Regions from separate parts of the Mus musculus genome. Here region 2 is linked to region 1. A link is a contact called in public HiChIP or PLAC-seq data. All regions are on one chromosome and are shown on one strand. Each heading gives the region's core, a stretch centred on a gene start, on an enhancer-like site or on the middle of the called end of the contact. The rest is flanking DNA. Distances are from core to core; before and after follow the strand shown.

What was found. HiChIP or PLAC-seq counts read pairs in DNA pulled down with a chosen protein or histone mark.
Region 2: a contact with region 1 is called in an H3K27ac HiChIP or PLAC-seq map of microglia, with 3 times the contacts expected there. The contact joins the enhancer-like site here to the promoter of Cbx7 in region 1. A contact is called at or near these places in 3 of 39 promoter capture datasets (cranial neural crest, liver and neural stem cells), 2 of 15 datasets of contacts at CTCF or cohesin (CD8 T cells and embryonic stem cells), 4 of 484 Hi-C or Micro-C datasets (the HL-1 cell line, bone marrow-derived macrophages, liver and 1 more), 25 of 115 datasets of contacts at active chromatin or transcription factors (SST interneurons, T-cell acute lymphoblastic leukemia, bone marrow-derived macrophages and 17 more) and 3 of 9 other capture datasets (adipose tissue, liver and pancreatic islet).

What each region holds. Positions count from the first base shown.
Region 1 is chr15:79,931,020-79,936,353 of GRCm38.p6, reverse strand. It overlaps Cbx7 (chromobox 7), which reads left to right and starts at 3,708. Exons shown (of 7, transcript NM_144811.3): 1 at 3,708-3,906. The coding sequence starts at 3,838.
Region 2 is chr15:80,103,862-80,109,656 of GRCm38.p6, reverse strand. The region is part of intron 1 of Syngr1 (synaptogyrin 1); the gene reads right to left. Among named protein-coding and RNA genes, the nearest start is that of Gm31134, 15 kb to the right of the region's middle. Within about 2 kb of position 4,011, at least 30 of the 459 cell types and tissues checked have an H3K27ac peak or open chromatin away from gene starts, as enhancers often do. A contact at or near this core is called in bone marrow-derived macrophages, embryonic stem cells, extraembryonic endoderm stem cells and 1 more, where this site is marked.

The sequences.
Region 1 (5,334 bases), core at 2,459-4,958:
TGATGCCCTCTTCTGGTGCATCTGAAGACAGCTACAGTGTACTTACATATAATAAATAAATAAATAAATCTTTAAAAAAAAAAGAAAAAAAAAAGAAAAAGATAAAGATAAATAAATAAAGAGGCTGGAGAGATGCCACAGTAGTGACTTATCCAGAAGTCCTGAGTTCCATTCCCAGGAACCATATGGCGGCTCACAACCATTTGTAATGGAATTTAATGCCCCTATTCTGTCTGATGCTCTCTTCTGTCAGGCAGGCACATGTGCAAACAGAGCACTTATTTACATAAATAAATAGATTTTAAAAATAAATAAATAAAAGGAAAAGTTACACATTTCAGAAAATCAGATCGATTTAAGACCCTTGCAGAGGGTGGTTACAGTCTGTAAAGGAGGGCACCCTGGGGTGGACTTGGTTTAGAGTAAGCCCGCCTCCCTAGGGGGTGGTCCTTTAGCCGAAGAGATTGAACCAGCTGGACTGGAATTGTAAGCCTCCACTGAAGCTGGAGACTCAGTTTTCTTGACCCGGAGTTGAGTGTGTGCTTTTCCTACTCTTATAGTCTGGCTGGCCCAGTGTGCACCCGGCCGTCCATCGCCAGCAGATGCCTCCCGCAGCTCAGGCACTAGAGAGGAAATTTGTGGTACATTTTTTTTCCCTTGGTACCTTCACAGGGAGTGAACCATTTCCTTGGGAATAAACCATTCCCTTGTGGTTCTAATTTACTTTGATTTAAAAAAAAAAAAAAAAAAAAAAAAAGCTGGGCTTGGTGGCAATCCTGTAATCCAGAGGCTGGAGGCCAGTGACCGTCACATTCCACACTTAGCTCACCAGGGAGGGGGCCCATTAATCTTTATTCCTCATTGGAATGATTTTTTTTTTTTTTGTAAATGGCTTCCTCATATAATCAAGATTTCCAATACTCTGTAGATTCTTCACTTTTTTATCCTTGGTGTTAGCTAGTTGTATTCTCTCTCTCTCTCTCTCTCTCTCTCTCTCTCTCTCTCTTCTTGGTTATTTTTCCCAGAGGATTGTCAACACTGTTAAATCCTTTCTAAAGAAATAAAATAAAAATCCCAGCACTCTGGAGGCAGAGGCCGGCAGACTCTGTGAGTTCCAGGCCAGCCTGGTCCACAGAGTGAGTTCCAGTACAGCCAGGGCTACACAGAAACCTTGTCACTAAAAACCAAAAGAAGAAAAGAAGGAAAACTGTAGAAGCTGTAGAAAAGTCCATTAGTCAAGGTTACAAATCTCGTTAAAATTTCCGGTCTCTTACGGTCTCTTACTATTTTTCTGCTGGTCTGTTGAGGGCGGGGAGTAAACCTCTGACTCTAATTTGTGGATTCCTGTGGTTTTGTGTGTGTGTGTGTGTGTGTGTGTGTGTGTGTGTGTGTGTGTGTGTGTGTGTTCTTCCCCCACCCCTTCAGCTGTGGTGTTTTGCATGCCAATTCGAAGCCTTTCTCCTGGTAAAGCGGTCCCTTTATTTAGAAGGGGCTTCCTTTGTGTTTGTGATGCGTTTTTTCCCTCATATTTAAATGGCCCCGCCAGCGCCAGTCTCCATCCGGTTACTATCCCTCCTTTACAAACACCCCTTTCGTATTTACTTTGTGCAAACTGCATCAGCTGGGCAATTTCATGCAGCTTCATTTTTTTTTTTAATTGGCCCCAGTATTAGTTCCCTACGTTTACTGAATCACAGAACATTTGAACTTAAATCATGTGTTTATTTTTCTCTCTTCTTGCTTGGTTGCTTTTCTTGGTGTTTCTAACCTTGGCAACTTGTATTCTTAACGGATTTTTTTATTTTGCTCCGGGGTGTGTGTAAGGATATTAGAATACTTGAACTCCGCTCGCTGGGGTTACTCTGCCTCTTGTTAATTTCCCATCTTTTTTTGTGGTGGGGGTCGGGGGGGGGGACGCGGTTTCTGCCTTTTTTTTTTTTTTTGCCACCAGCGTTTTCATCGTCTCTTCCTCATTGCATCAGACCTCAGACCCCTCTGTCCTCCGCCCCACCCCCAGACTTCCCTGAGCCCTGCTTGTCTTGTTCTTGGGTTGGAATTCCCCTTAGGGATAGGGGAATTTCTAGGGTCTGTATTCGTAAATATCTTCATTGTACATTTGTTCTTAGTAGATGTTTCCATGGAATATTATAGTTCTCGGATGGTGGTAATTTTCTCTGGGGACAGGGACATGTCATCCCCTGCCTTCTGGCTTCCTTTGCACTTGATTTGAAAAAAAAAAAAAAAAAGCTCAGGTGCCAATGTAACATTCTTTTTCTCTTTTTTTTCTTCGCCAGACATAGGTGCTTAGAGTTTATTCTAAGAATAGGGAACCCCAGAATGCTTCTAAGCACTGAGTGACTCGGTCGGGTCTGGTGGTAGAAAGCGCACTGCGATCACTGGGCCCCGTGGGGGAGGGGATTGTTGCTAAGAATCCAGGCTGTGGGGGGTGGTGATGTTGAGGGGGAAGCCCTGAGTCTCCTCCAGAAGGTCAGAACAGCAGGAATTAGGAGGAAATGGGAGGAGTTGGGGACGACTCGGACCTGTCCTCAACAATGCCGAAAACTGAAAAGGCTTGGTGCTGGCTCCGGGGTGAGGACTTTTTTCCTTCCACATTTAGTTGAGGCAAACGGTCAGCAAACCAAGGGCGAGGTGGAAAAACCACTGGAGTCCAGGCTGTTGTGGGATCTGCAGACGGCAAAAGTGGGTCTCCACCTGCGACGAGGTGTTAGCAGCGCCTAGCCTGGTCCCTCAGGGAAGGGCGCTCGCGGTGCGTTTTCGCATCACCTACTAAGACTGGTTTGGGTTGATGGGTGGAAGCGTGCTTGGAGCGGGGGACTCAGAGGCACCTGTTCAGGCCTGCTTAGACTACGTACTCCGGGTGGAAAGCTTTGCTGTCTGTCCCTCCTGCCGCGCGGACCCGGCCGGACCTTGTCTCCTTTGTAGGAAAGGAAACTGGCTGTCCTAAAATTCACTGTTTTGAACAAAGTGGCCTCGAACTCATAATGATATGCCTGGCTCTACCTCCCGAGTGCTGGGATTAAAGGCATAAAGTACTACCTCCAACTTTAAAGGTTTTGTCTTATTTCTGAATAAATACTTATGTGTATGAGTGGTTGTTAGCCTGCGTGTACGTATGTGCACACTGTGTATGAGTACATCAGAGGATAGTATGGAATTCCATGGAGCCACAGTTGTGAACCATAATGTTGGAGGTGGGAACCAACCCAGGTCCTCTGAAAGAGCAGAAGTGCTATCTCTCCAATCCTTGTTTCAATGTATTTATTTGTGACAGGGTCTTACATAGCTAAGGTTGGCCTTGAACTCCTGATCTTCCTGCCTCAGCTGTCTAAATACTGAGATTACTTGCTTGCTAATCTCGGCTTTAAGGCCACTTCATTTCGGACCTTCTCAGTCTTTAGGGGGACTTGGGAAGACTGATCACGTCCAGCCCAGAAGCCGAACTGAGAGATGGGATGGACCTTAGACTGCCAGGAGCATCAGACCTGCTGCCAGCTGCCCAATTTGGTCAGCAGGCGGGGTTAAGGAGTAGGGCGTGGCTCCGGCAGCGAGGGGGCGGAGCTGACCCTCTGGGCGCTTTCAGAGGCACGCGCGCGCGCACCCGCTCTCTGGCGCTGGGGAAAACGTTGCGCAGGTTCAAAAATGGAACGTCGGCGGCGTGAGGGAACACTAGGGGGTGTGCGCGCGTGCGCGTGCGCGCCCGGACGAGCCTGACGGGGTCCCCGCCGTCCCGAGCATCGCGCGCAGCCGCCGCGGCCCCGCAGCTCCACCCCCGGCCCAGCCCGGTCCGGTCCTGGGCCCACTCGCCCGCCGCCCCGCATGGAGCTGTCAGCCATAGGCGAGCAGGTGTTTGCGGTGGAGAGCATCCGGAAGAAGCGCGTGCGGAAGGTGAGGCTGCTCGGGGGCGGCTCCCGGGACAGGGCGAGGTTGCCTCCCGCTCCTCAGCACCGCCCACTCCAGGTTGGGCAGAGCAGAAAGTGGTGCAGGGGTGACCTGGGGACCCTGGGCTGCCTGGCGGGTCTCCACATCCTGTTCCTCACTTTCCCCACCACTATGTAGGGCCAGTAGAGTTAAAGTTGTTGCCCTCGGATGTTGGTGCATCCGAGGCCACCTGGGATGGAGATGAAGATAGGACTAGAGATCCTGAGTTCTATTCCGTCTCGTTCCCTTTACGCTCACTTTCGAGGAGACTAAAGCTCAAGTTGATGAAGCAACTTGCCAGTGCGTTAGAGTCAAAGTGAGTCTCGAACTCGGCTCTCTGGATATTTAGTACCAAGTCCTTTGAAGTTGGCCGCAGAGCTTTAGGAAAGTCTCCTGTGGCCTCTGAAGTTTTCTTATTGGACTTTGACCTTCCCGATCCCAACCCCCCAGGGCACACCTTTCTTCTCCGCTCCCATTCCTCCCCTCCCCCAACCTTCCAGCCGGGTGCTGCTGCCCTGAAGCCTGGGCCACTGTTGTTGGGACATCCTCAAAGCTCCTCCCACCTCTGCCAAGGCCTTACACTTACACACACACACACACACACACACACACACACACACACACACACACACACACACACACACCCTGAGATTTAAGGAGGTGGTTTTGCCGCGCTTAGGGCCGCACACCTCAACCTGCAGTTTCCTGTCCAGACCTCAAGTCTGCGATCTTTGTGCACGTGCTTGCTGATGGGCTCTTCCCAGAGTGAACTTGGAGCTGGCCATATGCAATGAAAAGAGTTCCTGTCCTGGATCTAAGGGAGGGTCCCCTCTCCTTTTCTCCTTGCCATCTGTTTCGGAGGCTCCTGAAGCCACCTTTTTTCCATTTGGCTTAAGTGCAGGCATGAGAGTGTCTGCTGTAGCATCCTCAGCACGGGTTCCGGTGGGCCCAAGGTAGGTGGCTTGGAGCTTGGCGATCTATTGATTAGGGCTGCTTTCTTTCCTTGCTGTTTCTCGGTACTAGACTGAAGCGGGTATAGACATCATCTCCTCTAACAAGGAACAGAGAGGTGGGTCAGACAGGGGACTCATTCGCTCAACTCAGCACTCCCAAATCTCTACCGAGGCGGCAGTGTACTCTAGAGCTCAAGGCTCCCTTTTCTCTCTCAGAACTGGCTTTCTGGCAGAGGACAAGGATGCAGGATGAACGAAGGATGCAGGAGAAAGGAAAGGTGGATGCCTTTGGTGGACAAAGGCTTTTCATAAAGAGCTGTCCACTGCGTGGTGCTGGGGGGGACTCTTTGGCAAGGTGGATCAGAGAAGAGGAACTCAAAGCTCTCCCATGTTGATATTTCATCCAGTGCATGGTGCTGGATGAGACACTTAGAGACCCCTT
Region 2 (5,795 bases), core at 2,762-5,261, 170 kb before region 1:
CGAACCTTTGTGTTACTAGGACTATTGATGCTGGTTAGCTGGAGCTAAGAAATTAGCAGTGATTAAGAAGAGACCAGCATCACTGAGGTGAAATCTTCTGGGAAGTTTTTTCTGAGAGCACAGAGGCTGTGTTCCAGAGATAGCCAAAGTCGTATCTTGTGCTGTGGCTGGAGTTGGTACTGTGTAAGAGTCAACCAGGTGGTTCTGGTTTTGAAATGAAGGGGTCATGAAGAACAGTTGAGGCTCGGTACTGTGAGAGGCCATGGAAGGCCATTGGTGAAGGTGCAGCCTCAGTTTCAATTGATGGTGCAGGACTGAAGGGATCATGCAAAGGAGTTGAGGCTTGGCACCATGAAGAGAACCTATGAGAGGCTATTGGTGAAGCCAAGTTACAGTGGAAGACAGCAGTGTTTTGGAGATGCCAGTACCATGAGATGACCACCAAGAACAGCAGCAGCAGTGGAGTACAGGCAGCTGGAGCCTAGAAGAAAAGGTGTGTGCTACAAAGAGCAGAGTCAGAGAAGTGACCCAAGCTCTTGGAGGAACCCAGAAGATCATGAGTGGGTCCCAGACATTGAACAGTTAGAGTTTGATTTTGCTTTTGATTGTGACTGTGCCCTGATATTTTTCTCTCTTGAAGTAAGAAGGTATTTTAGTGGAGGCCACAGTTAAGACACTTTGAATTTTAAAAGATATTGGATATTTTAAAGGGATTGGACTTTTAATATGTAAAGACTGTGAGATTTTTAGATTTCAAGGATGAATAAGAAAGTAAGGGTTGAAGCTTAATACTGATGTGTTTGTATGTCAAGTTGACAAGGGGTCAATTGTACTGGCTGGTTTTGTGTGTCAACTTGACACAGGCTGGAGTTATCACAGAGAAAGGAGCTTTAGTTGGGGAAGTGCCTCCATGAGATCCAGCTGTGGGGCATTTTCTCGGTTGGTGATCAAGCAGGGAGGGCCCACTGTGGGTGGTGCCATTCCTGGACTGGCAGTCTTGGGTTCTATAAGAAAGCAAGCCAGGAGAAGCAAGCCAGTAAGTAACATCCCTCCATGGCCTCTGCATCAGCTCCTATTTCCTGACCTGCTTGAGTTTCAGTCCTGACCTCCTTTGGTAATAATGAACAGCAATGAGGAAGTGTAAGCTGAATAAACCCTTTCCTCCCCAACTTGCTTCTTGGTCATGACGTTTGTGCAGGAATAGAAACCTTGACTAAGACAGATCCCAAAGCTGGTGTGGAATTCAGGTCCGATCCCATCCTCTAAATCAACAGTTCCTGACACCTGCCCAGCTCCATATTGTGTTCCTCCTGAATGGCCTAGGCTGTTCTGTCTGGTGTCTCAGCCCACAAGCCCCGTCCTACCCCAAGGGAACGAAATGACAAATCAGAAACTGGAAGGGGTAACAATCCCTCCAAGTGTGTCCCATGGGCCATTCTGTAAGTTGTAGCTAAGCTAACCCTGTTCACTTCAGCTGGATGGGCAGCTGGCTCAGGCTGTGGTGACCCTGCCTCCTGATGGTCACACCCCACAATGGCTGGAACAAGTGATCTGCTTCTAAAAGACAATGTGGTTAAAAAAACATGTCTGGGCAGTCGTGGTGCATACCTTTAATCTGAGCACCTGGGGGGTGGGGGTGGGGGGCAGAGTCAGACAGAGCTCTTAGACAGAGGCCAGCCAGGGCTACACAGAGAAACACTGTCTCAGAAAAAAAAAAAATGTCTGGACTCATGAAGCCCCACCCTTTTCCTGAGGAGCTACAGGTGGCCAGTAGCTGCTAGGGCAGCCATCTTCCTCATAGTGCAGGGCTGGTGAACTGTGCTTGCCCCTACTGTGCTCATACAAGCAACTTTAAATGCAAAGACACAGGGCTATAGAGACAGCTCAGGGGTTAAGGTCTTGCTACTCTTCCAGAGGACCTGGGTACAGTTTCCACCTGTAATTCCAGCTCCCGGGGATCTGACGCCCTCTTTTGGCTTCTGTGGGCACTGCACACACACAGTACTGACACAATGTACACATACATACACATAAATAAAGCATAAAGACATGAAGGTAAGAGCTTGTTGGGAACGGTGGGGTGGGGCTTGGGGGTCGTCGGGAGAAGGAAGATGAAGGGATAACTGGGAGAAATATGGTCAAAGTACACTCTATAAACGTGACATTATGTAAGCAGCGAGGGATTGCTTCTGGCTCCCAGTTCACTCACTCTCTTGTCTCCTGTCCCTGCCTGCTCTCTTGGAAGCCAACTGCTGTGTTTCAAGATGCACCATAGAAACCCACACAGCAAGAAGCAGAGAGAAGTCTCTGGCTGGTAGACTGAAGGGAACCGAAGACTGCCATCAGCAGCCTATGGAATGGGGGTGGACTGGAACTCAACCAGCACCGTTTTTAGTAAACTTGAAATGGATGCATCCGGAGTAGAGTCATCACATGAGACCACTGCGCTGGCTGATACCGCGGCTTTAGCCTGTGAGAGACTTGGAGGCAATGGAGCCTACCTAAGCAGATTCCTGACCCACAACAACTGAGATGACAAGTGACAGCTGTTTTAAGGCCATAATTTAGGGACAATTTATTATGCCGTGATAGGTAACTAATATATAGCCGGTGTTAATGAATGTGCCTGAAGCTGCACAACTGGTAAGTGACAGAAATGGGGTCCAAACCCAGGGCACCTACCTGTCACCGTCATGCTTCCTTCCTGGATGGGGAAAGGTCAGATCTCGGAGAGACTGAAAAAGGCTTATGTGGCCTGAGGTGAGCTGGAAGCGGAAGCTGGGACAATTGCTGTTGCCCATTCCCACTCGCTGTTGCTTTGCATCTGTGTGTGTACGAATGTGTGCATGTGCACCTGTGTGTGTGCACACATGTATGTGTACCCATGTATGTGTGTGTGCACACATGTATGTATGTATAGGCCAGAAATCAATGTCAGGTCTTCCTCTGGTCCTCTCTGCCTTACTCTTAGAGAGAGGACCTCTCACTAAACTTGGAGCTCAGAGGTTCAGTTAGACTGTCTGGCTGGTGAGCTCCAGAGATCCTCCTGCCTCCCTCCACACTATTGCTACAAACTCAAGCCACCGTGCCCAACTCTCAGGTGAATAGTGGGGACTGAACTCAGGTCCTCATGCCTGCAGAGCAAAAACCTACCAACTGAGACGTCTCCTCAGCAACAACTTTCCACTTATTTAAAACTGTATTTTAGCCGGGCGTGGTGGCGCACGCCTTTAATCCCAGCACTCGGGAGGCAGAGACAGATGGATTTCTGAGTTCTAGGCTAGACTGGTCTACAAAGTGAGTTCCAGGACAGCCAGGGAGAGAAACCTTGTCTCGAAAAACCACACACACACAAAAAAAACCCAACAATAACTGTATTTTATGTGCAGTGATAATCTGTCTGTGCACCACAGTGTGCAGAACCCATAGAGGCCAGAAGAGGGCGTCAGATCGCCCTGTGAGTCACCATGTGGGTGCTGAGAGTGGAAGCTTTGCCCTCTGAAAGAGCATTTAGTGCTTTTAACTGATGCCCCCCCCCCTCCTTGTATCTTTCTATAAAGAACTGTCACTTCAGTATCAGCCTGGCATGCTCACAGCTGACACCCAGAGGATTAAAGAAACCGAGATACAGACAATGAGGGAAATCCAAGAACCATTCACACTGTTTTCTTGTCTTCTTATGTGTCACATGACAGTGGTCCGATTTAGCTATGGCCTCATGACTGCCTCGTGACATCCCCGAGGCCTCAGGGCCTGTGATGTTTGAATTTCTATTAAGTGCCTGCACTTTACACGATGCTGAAAGGTGCAGAGCGAAGCAACAGAAGGAAGACAGGCACAGGCACTTGGGGGAATTATGCAAGCTTTTCCTGAGGAAAAATGAGAGCGAGCTTGAGGCCACAGGTTCCGGACACTGAAGGAAGATTAAGCAAAGCCCACAGCCCTTTACAAGGTGGATCCTGACCCAGCCATTAAGGGAAGAACTGAAATATGCAATGAAACTAGACACAAGGGCTGGGGTGTGGGAACGGGGGAGGGGCAAGGGAGGGCAGAGGCAGAGATGTGCTAAGCACACAAGACATTCTGAGTTCCTGAGTCTTATCTCTGGTGCCCAACCTAGACACAAGGTCACATATTTTGTGTTTTGTTTTGTTTTTCTTTCTCCTTTCCTCCTTTCCTTCTGACAGGTCTCACTCACTATGTAGAAGCAGACTGGCCTTGAACTTTGAGACCCACTTGTCTCTGCCTCGAGTGCCGATTAAAGGCTTGTGCCACCATGCCACATACTTGATGTGATTTCTTCTACCGGCTGCTTTTACCACAGGCAAAACAGCGGCAGAGCAGAGCAGAAAGCAGGGGATGAGGGGGGTCGCCTGATGGGCAGAGAAGGAGATCTTTGGAAATGTGAGGCCAGCCCAGTCTAGACAGCAAGCTCCAAAATACTTAGGCCTACATAGTGAGATCCTATCTTGATTTAGGAAGAAAGGAGGGAAGGGCGAGAGGGAGGGAGGGAGGGAGAGAGGGAGGAAGGAAGGAAGGGGCTAGGTTTTTGGTGAGCCACAGGATACCACAGACCTGTCCATACAGGATATTCGGGCTCACTGGCTCTACATCTGGCTCATGAAACCCAGCAGGTGATTTAGAATGGCTCACTGACAGAAAAGGCAAACTGAGACTCACAAGGTAACCAGCCTCCAGTGGAGGGCCTGAAGTAAGGGACCAGGGGACCAGGTGGTGAGAGAGAGAGAGAGAGAGAGGCCAGCAGGTAGCCTTGCTGTACCTTGTAACATCAATATGATGGCTAAGCAACACTGAGTTCAGGCTGGTGCTCAGGGGAACAGGAGGGGAGTGGCCTATGATAGGGTTTCAAAGACTATGTCAGGGGCTCCAGGGCTACCCACACCCCAGGCAGGCAGGGCAGGCGCTGAGGGGCAGCAGCCTAGACCAAGTGCTACCTGGTCTCTGCACACTGCCATCTGCGTCTGGCAGCTACAAAGACCCAAGGCGTCTAGCAGCAAATGGCCAGGTCCTGTACGTCACCTGATGCCACCAAATCAGCAGAATGGAAGCCTTTTGACTAGATAGATTTCAGAAAAACCTGCTATGGGCTGGAGAGATGGCTCAGTGGTTAAGAGCACTGACTGCTCTTCCAAAGGTCCTGAGTTCAAATCCCAGCAACCACATGGTGGCTCACAACCATCCTTAATGAGATCTGACGCCCTCTTCTGGGGTGTCTGAAGACAGCTACAGTGTACTTACATATAATAATAAATAAATCTTAAAAAAAAAAAAAAGGAAAAGCCTGCTACAGTCAAATCTGAGGTTTGTTGTGTACTGGACAATGAACGTTCTAGAAAAAGTATCTTCTGGTGAGATGGCTCGGGGGATAAAAGCGCTTGCAGCACAAGCTTGGCGACCTGAGTTCGACTCTCAGGACCCACATAAACATCGAAGGAGAGAAACAGCTCCGCAAAATTGTCTTTGACTTCCACCTGTGCACGGTGGCACACTCGTGCGCATGCTCGCACACACACACAGGGGATGTAGTTCATTGGTAGGTCAGGTGCTAACCATCCTGGTACCTCAAAACAAAACAATACCAGCTTCTCCACATGAGGTTTGCGCCCCAGAGCAGGGCATGCCTCACAGGAATAAGAGAAAGTTCCTTTCAGATAGCTTCCCTTCCCTGGAGGCTACAGGGAAGAAGGAGCCAAGCCAGAGTACTCTTGAGCAACGCTGCCTAGGAGGTGCCTAGGAGGTGCCTAGGAGGTGCCTAGGAGGTGCTTCCTGTGGCC